Linked DNA regions of Mus musculus: all the other regions are linked to region 2. The links are chromatin contacts, called in public HiChIP or PLAC-seq and promoter capture Hi-C maps. All regions are on one chromosome and are shown on one strand. Each heading gives the region's core, a stretch centred on a gene start, on an enhancer-like site or on the middle of the called end of the contact. The rest is flanking DNA. Distances are from core to core; before and after follow the strand shown.

The links. Promoter capture Hi-C pulls out the DNA fragments that hold promoters and counts their contacts. HiChIP or PLAC-seq counts read pairs in DNA pulled down with a chosen protein or histone mark.
Region 1: an H3K27ac HiChIP or PLAC-seq map of hepatocytes shows a contact between it and region 2, with 4 times the contacts expected there. The contact joins the enhancer-like site here to the promoter of Suclg2 in region 2. A contact is called at or near these places in 3 of 39 promoter capture datasets (hippocampal neurons and liver), 1 of 484 Hi-C or Micro-C datasets (liver) and 1 of 115 datasets of contacts at active chromatin or transcription factors (hepatocytes).
Region 3: a contact with region 2 is called in a promoter capture Hi-C map of the HPC-7 cell line. The contact joins the promoter of AY512915 here to the promoter of Suclg2 in region 2. A contact is called at or near these places in 5 of 39 promoter capture datasets (the 3T3-L1 cell line, the HPC-7 cell line, embryonic stem cells and 2 more).

What each region holds. Positions count from the first base shown.
Region 1 is chr6:96,060,785-96,063,484 of GRCm38.p6, reverse strand. It overlaps 2900060L22Rik. Among named protein-coding and RNA genes, the nearest start is that of Tafa1, 51 kb to the left of the region's middle. Within about 2 kb of position 1,279, at least 3 of the 459 cell types and tissues checked have an H3K27ac peak or open chromatin away from gene starts, as enhancers often do. A contact at or near this core is called in hepatocytes and liver, where this site is marked.
Region 2 is chr6:95,717,520-95,720,219 of GRCm38.p6, reverse strand. Suclg2 (succinate-Coenzyme A ligase, GDP-forming, beta subunit) reads left to right here and starts at 1,374. Exons shown (of 11, transcript NM_011507.3): 1 at 1,374-1,531. The coding sequence starts at 1,445.
Region 3 is chr6:95,332,558-95,335,257 of GRCm38.p6, reverse strand. AY512915 (cDNA sequence AY512915) reads left to right here and starts at 1,265. Exons shown (of 4, transcript NR_033559.1): 1 at 1,265-1,385.

The DNA.
Region 1 (2,700 bases), core at 30-2,529, 340 kb before region 2:
CAGAGAGTGTAGTACAGAAGAGGAGGCAGGGGAGATAAATAACACTAAGGATGTTTGGAAAAGCCATAGGGAAACATATTTTTAAGTAATTTACTTTAAAATACACTTATGTATGCATAAATATAAATATGCATATATTTAAACATTTACTAAACTATATTGTGTATATCACAACAAAGATTATAGAAGAGTTCATGAACTCTACAAGGGGTGGAGAGAGAGATTCGAAAAATTGGAGGGAGCAGAGGGAGGGGAGAAAATGATGTAAATGCAGTGGGCTCGAGGATGAAATTTTCAACTATATTTTTTAAAAGACAAGATTCCTGTTTTCCTGGTATTTCTATTCTAATTCGGAAAGCAGGCAGAATAAAGTTACTATCATGAATACATTAATCATTCATCAGCTCCTCAAATGCCGGGCTCTTTGAGTAATAAGGTAAGAGTGCACTCCATGTAATCTCACGCTCCATACCATCGATGTTTATGAGAGATGATTCTTTAGTGGATTACTCTGAGCATTTTACAATGTTTAGAGGACATCTGGCCTCCATCTTCTATGTGATCCCTCATCCCTTCCAGTGGTTACAAACAAAACTATCTCCAGAGACAGTGAAATGCTTGCTGGGGGAGCACAAGACCCGGACTTGAGAGCCATGGAACATGAATGATCAGAACATAGGTGGTGTCCTTTGATGGGCATAGGAGAACTTCACTGCAAATGAAAAAAAATGTAATGAGGCAATAGTTTTGTGAGAGATTATAGACAAAGAGAACCAAATTTCGAAGCAAAAGGCAGCCAATGATAATGTATTGTCCAATAAACAAAGGTTTGTGTGGCCAAAGCACACAAAGAAGTAGGTGAGACCAGAGAGGCAGGAAGATCTGGATTCCATAAAGGCTTGTAGACAATGATGGAAAGTTTTGATTTCAACTTGATAAACATAATGAAAAATCCAGAAGAGAGTGGCTGACTGGCTGTGGACTGAGAAATGCTTTAGACTAGACCTTGAGTACGCATAGGCCTAGGCTTTAACAGTCTGAGGAGAAAGATAGTTGCACTGCAGTTGTGGACAAGGGACCATAGATGATATGTCCTGGCCTACATTGAACAAAGACTGCATTGAACAGGTTTAAAGAACTGTCCAAAATTTAAAGTCTACTGCAAAAGTTGGGAAAATAACTCAGAGTAGCCTGCAAGGACAGTATGTTCTAGGTGACACATGGGCAGCAGCTGGGAGCCATGGTACCCACTGTGTGCGTGTGTGTGGACTCTGGCTCAGCCCCAATCAGGTCTCTTTGGGAAGAAAGGGCTCAAAGCCAAGGGCAGGCCAGGTTACCCAACAGGAGCCAAACAGACAACCCAAGACTTGGCAATGGTAGCACAGAGATGACACTGGGTTGACTTTGCAATGTTCTTGCCAATGGCTGACAAAGTCAATCCTTTCTGTTCAACACAAGCAAGATTGAAGACAGAAGACAGCCCTTTCTCTATCACTGCATGTGTAAGGTACTGCCCACTGTACTTTCTGTACTCAGCCTTCCACAGGGAACCAAGTTCTCCTCCTTTCTGAATGCAGTTTTTAAAGGTGCTACAACCTGGAGTCATTCCATTGTTTGCTGAGACAGCATGAAACCTAAGCAATCCACAGTTCTCAGAACTCAGTTCTAAGAGTAAGCAGTGCAAATGGCTCAGGTGAGGCCATTGAAAAGATGAAGTTCAGGCCAGACTTACCTGATTGCAACCGTTTGAACAGCAACTAGAACCAGTAGTTTTTCTAAGCTCTATAAATGAATTATTTAGTTTGATCTTCACAAAGACGTAAGAAGGGTCTTATTAGGTGTCACATTTTATAAGTAACAAATCTGAGGTTTAGGGATCATAAGTATGTTGTCCAAAGTCACCCAGCAGTTAAGTGATAGGGGTGAAATTTTAATCCAGACAGGTAAAGGCATAGCCCTTCAGTCTGGGACTGAATCACTAAATCAAGACCTCTTCCCACAAGGAATACTATTAAGAACACATATAATTTTATTGTGCAAAACTAAGGCATATAATTTAAAATGATTCAATGTTATGCAAAGGAATTTCACCAAGACATGTGGAAACATTTTTAAGTAAGTAATTTTTTTTTAAATCTTCAATCAACTTTGTGTGATAAAACAAAAGATGTAAGGAGAAAATACTCAGTCCATTCATTTATTTTACTGTTATTAATTTACAAATAAATAGAAAAGGGAGTTGTTTTACCAATGTGTTAATCTTTTCTTCCCTAGTGGGTGCATGTATTTCCAGATTGACAGGTTAAGGTTCATCTCACCCCCATCTCTACCCTCACCTCTAGATCTTCCTGCCAAATATAATTTGAAACATCAAAGCAGTCCACAACTGTAAACAGCAGCAACAGCATTCTAGAATCTATACCTGAGTCCAAGTGACTGACATAGGGGTGACAGATTGCTGCCTTTCTGTAGGACAGTGTACTTCCTGTAGCACTAGAGTTATATAAGAGACAGACCCAATCTCCTGGTGACCCATGTCCTGAAAAGTGCATGTTCTCTAGCAAGAAAATTGTAGCACTTAAAAACAACTGTAAATACATCAAGTAAACTTAAGGCTTGGCAACAGAAGTTTCATTTAAAGCCTTGGACAAGCAACTATAATGCAAACCATTTGAGACTGAGGACCTTCATTACACAGGA
Region 2 (2,700 bases), core at 125-2,624:
GGCAAGTCACAGCACACGCACACACACACACACACACACACACACACACACACACACACACACACACACAAAGAGAATAGATTCTGTGGGTAAGGTTTTGAGGAGGAAAAGGCTTATCAAGGACAGATGTGGGCCAAATGTAAATCCTCGGTGAAGCGGCATAAAGACTGTTGGGGTCTCTTGGAGTAATGTTCCTACAGCTTCTCTGTCAATGTGAATTTACATCAAATGGAAGTTTAAAGGAAGCCGACAGAGGACACTCTTGTGAGGGGACTGTTGCTATAGTGTCCCTTGTCTGTCTTGTGATCATAAAAAAACAAAAACAAACCCAACACCCAATTAAAAAATATCCCCAAGTAGTGCTGAGGGGGTGAAACATGAGTTTGAATCTCATATCTCATTATCTAGCCCCTGTTATGTTTCTTATCTGTTGTATGCCTCAGTTTTCTCTTCTGCAGAATGAGTATAGAAATGCCATCTACCTAAAATGTCGCCATGAAGCTTAAATGTGTTCCTAATTGTTCAATGTCTGGTACATACTAGTTGTTACTGTGATTTGTATTTTATGTAAGTGCATAGCAGCCTGGATACTGTACACAAACACTTTTCTCCTTGTAGAGTAGAAAATCCAGCAATAGCTTTTTATTAATTTAAGGTTAAGTAGCAAGAAAACAGATGTCACTAAGGTAGGCCCAAAACCCTCCATCACTTTCGCAAAGAGACAGGGTGGTGCCTGTTTATAATCACAGTATTTTGGAAGTAGAGGCAGGGTCAGGAGTTCGAGATGAATTTCTGGCCAATGGAAGATAGACAAAAACCCTATCTCAAAAACCAAAACCAAAACAACAAACCACTACTACCCAACCAAAACCCAGTACACTCACAACACCCACACCCAAGCTTGTGCCCCCACATGGCCCAGGAACTAAGGGTAGCATTGATCCTAATTCCTTCCCTTGGAACATTACTCTCTCCAAGGTGTGTCCTCTGAAGGTGGTATCAGTTCCTAGGGCCAGACCTAGCAGCCCTCACTGCAGTGTCAAGGTCTAATCTGTCACTCCCAGGGCCAGTTTTAAGTCAGTGCCCCTGGGGCTGAGATCTGCTTTTGCCTGAAAGCCAGGCAAGATGCAGTAAGCTCTGGGAAGCCACATGGCCTTGGGGTGAGATGGTGAAGGTAGTGGGGGGTAGGGGTAACAAGGTGAGGAGTGGGTGGGGGGGTCTTCCACCGCCCCCAGCCCCCTCCTTCCTTTCTTTTTCCCAATTCCCTCACCCCAGCTCTCTACTGCACCCGCTTTCCTCCCCGCCCTTTCTCCCGCCCCGCCCCTCCTTTCTAGCTCCGTCCCTCCTCTCCTGCCCCGCCCCCTCCCGAGGCCTGGGCCCGGGCGGGCTCCCTCCTCCGCCCCCTCCCTCCCCCTCGCCGCCTCTCTTCAGGTTCCTGGTTAAGATGGCGTCCCCGGTGGCCATCGCGGCGCAGGCTGGGAAGCTTCTGCGAGAGCGAGCGCTGCGGCCGCTCCTGGCGGTCAGGTCCCAGGTGAGCGCGGCCCGGGCCACGCGAGCCACCCGCCGTGGTGCCCCATGCTCCGCGGCCTCTTCGCCCCGCGCGACCCCTGGCGATCCGGTGCTCCCCGCAGCGCGGCGGGCTGTGCGGCGTCCGAGGTGTCGGGGATCGCGGGGGTCAGAGTGCACACCCCACGACCCGGATCGTTCTAATGGCTCCCATCAGCCTTGCCCGGGCACTGGCACCCCGCGCTGGGGGCGAGTTCCCAAAAGTTGGGCGCACTGTTGGAACGCAGAGGTTTCTCAGCCGCTTACTGGCTCTGCCCGGGGGCGGCTCTAAGCCCGAGCTCGCTCGGCAGCCACGTGCTCGCTCCCCAGACTCCCGAGGCAGCTCACCTGCCCCAGTCAACCCCGCGGGGTGTCGCTTGTGACCCCCTTGTGCTTGTCTGTGGGGACCTGCAGGGGTCCAGGAGGATAGTAGAAGTGGAGTCTTGTATGAAAGGCCTGTGTGAAAACTCCTGCCTGCCCACTTGGTCCGTGCCTCCTAGAGACTTAACTAGTGTTAGACTCAGCAGCTCCTTCCTCCACGTTGCTCTCTTGTTGAATTTACCTTCTTCCATTGCAAGCGTCGCAGTAGCGAGGCTTTGGAAGGGAAATTGTGAGTTGGCATTGACACTTGGGAGAAGTCATCCAACTACTAGTCTTCCTACTTTCTCTAGTTTACCCGCCCCGCCTCCCCCCCCAACCCCCCCCCCCCCCCGCAAGAAAAACTTTCCAGTCCAATGAGAGGCAAATCACTACATTCTGACCAAGGCATGCATAGGGCACTAGGAAAAACGAAAAGAAAATAACTTACTAATGATTTTTTTTTTGTTTCTCTAAACTTTGGATCATTATGACATCTGTGAAGGTTTTTTTTTTCTTCTTTTCATTACCTGACATTCCATTTCTCTGTTATTGTTAATGGGAATTTAAGAGGCGCTAATAGTTATTACTGTAATATCCTTAACAGGCACTTGACAGTATGGTGGGTAAAGGAGAGGGATGGCGGTTTGTCTAATTAAAATCACAGATACCTGCTATAATAGAGTGAGGAGAGATCTCCAGGCGATCTGAGTCCTGTTCATTATTTAAGTGTTATATATAAAAAAACAAGAGCTGGGGTGCTGTTGCAGTAGGTTTGAATTGATGAGAAACATGGAG
Region 3 (2,700 bases), core at 16-2,515, 380 kb after region 2:
GGATTCCCCAAAATAAAATCTGTCACTGGAATGGAGCTTAAGACATCTGCTCACAGCATAGTGGCACCTTGAAGTTTCAGCGAAATCCTAGGAAGTGGTTGCATGGTCACGTGGTCACAGTTCTTAAAATGCCTCCAAATGTTCTTGCTGTTGGATTTCCTGTCTGTGCCCAGAAACGGGGTACCTACACCCACACATTTCTGTGCCTACTGCGCCACACCACACATCCACTTCTGCTTTCAGCCCTTGTGGAGACTGAGCAAGAAGTTTAACTGGTCTATTTTATACTAAACATAGACTCACTAATGACACAGTGTGCTAGATCAGGGGAAGAGACGAGTAGACAGCTGTGTCCAGCTTTCAACCTCAAGAGGAAATGTTGTCATCTACAAAGCTCACAATGGAGAACTAAGCAATCCCCCTTGTGAAAAAAAATTTGCAAGAATACGTCATAATATTTTAATTATGTTTATGATTTTATTTTAGATGGCATTCATAACATCCAGACACTAGCCAGCAGTAGGCCAAACCCAAGCCACTATTCTGTAAATAAAGTTTTATTGTCTCACAGCTGTGTTCATTTGTTTACATTTTCTAGTTTCTTCTCTTCCATTATAACAAGGTCAAGGAGTTTTGTGGCCTACAGAGCCAAACACATTTGTTATTTGGCCCGCCTAGAAAAGTTTACAGCCCTCTGAGCTGGAGCACAGGGACTGAGTGGAGACTGAGTAGATCAGCTCTGTGTCTTCTCAAGGTCAGTGAGACTGACCAGCACTCAGAGCTCTGATCAAGAAATTCCAGCATGTCACATGGGAAACCAAGGAGCTCGGTACGACTTTCAGACATAATTTGGCATAATTCAGGGTTTGTTTTACCTGGAAGCAATAGTATGGGGCTTGGAGTGTAAGGCACTATTTTAACGGGGAGCAGGATGAAAATAATTTAGTAGCCTGCAGCCTCTGCGATGTGTGGAAGTTGAACTAGCACATAAGCCCATATCCCAGGCTCTGCATAGGTCCCTGCGGTTCTTAAAACAGCATGTCATCTTGTCTGTCCACCTGTAAGCTGTAAGCTACAAAAGGCTTCCTCTCTCTCACCCACCAGGGACCTCCTCTACCACAGCTACCTGTTGTGAATTTGGCTTCCACGTGAGTGGACACAGATGATTCCAATGAAGAACTGCCCCCAGACTGGTGCTGCAGGTGGGAGCTTCAAGGGAACACAGGAAGCTTCTATTTAACATTGCTGGGAAGGGCTTGATTTCACATTAGCTCCTGAGCAACTTGGAGAGGCTGGACCCTGGGGTATGTCTACGAAGGAGAAACCATGCAGCGTCCTTCTACCCTGTCAGGCCTGGAACTGTGAATGGACTGAAGACCAGTGGGGTGAGGAGAGACAGGAGAAGCTGGGATTTGGGGGTGGATAGACACAGGTAGAAAGAATCCTGGCCTGTTGGTTTACTGGTATGATCTCTGGGGCTTATGTATCTTAGTTGGAACTCTTGTGTTTTTCTTCAAGCTATTCTACTATCTCTGGCAGGCATTTGAATACTTCTGTCCCACTGAGTTGGATTTACAGCTCTACAAGGGTCATCTCTACAGCTAGGTTGTTGGGCCAATTCTTGAAAAGCCCCCTAGATCATAGGCCTTTGAGCTGTGTGCTTCTGTTGACCCCTGCAACAGTAGAACATGACTTTGCCTTATTCTGAACTGTTTGCTAAAAGGAACAATTTGGGGCATGGTGTTTTTGGATTTACCCAGAACACCAAACCTGAGAAAGATTGAGAATACTCCCAAGGACATATGTGTATTTTGCATAAAAAAGGAAGTCTTCCAAACAGCATGGCCCAAACCTCCAGATGTATTTCTGTGCACATAACTCAAGCTCCCTGCAGATATCAATAACCAATCATCGTATTCCTGTCTGCTAAGCCTGGACAAGTCTCATGATCATTCTGAATGCTTTCTGTCGACACTACCAGGAAGTAAAACACAAGCTTAAATGGATTTATGACTTCCAAAGGCAAGTAGTACTTTTGAGGAGAAAACAGATCATGAATAATAATAGCTGACATGTATTGAGTTTTATTATGTGCCAGACATTGTTCTGGTTGACACGATGTCACTTCAAATATGCCACATAAATACAGGCTTTGTTTCAATTATTGTTCTCCTACCAGTGTTCACAAGAGTCTCTGGTGCATGGTGGTTGCTTAAAAATACTTACTTGAATTTTAAGTTCTACAACCAGCCATTAAACATATATTCTGAATGAAGAAATGGTGGCCCAGAGAACTCCAAATTGCCTAGGCTAGTGAAGGCTGGACCCATGGCTTCCTACCACATCCTGTTTCTCTTATGCGTCTAACCTTTTTGCCCCACTGTTTCCCATGGTAATGGTTCTTAGTTCCAAATGGTCCTTAGTCCCAGGACATTGATTGTTCAGTCTCCTGGTCCTCTTTAGTGTTCCTTTCTCAGTTCAGAATGCCATCTTTATATAAGAAAAAAAATGCTAGAATTGAAATCCAAATGCCTGTGGGTTTGATCAGAAGTTGCGGCGAAAGAGCAGTCCAGGTGGCACAGGGTAGGGGGCTGGAGAGATCATTTGTCCCAGCAGCTGGTCCTCAGTTACAGCAACTGCAGCTGTGGCTGATTCAAGCCAATATTGCCAGCTCCTCTCATTTTTCAAGGGAAGTAGGGT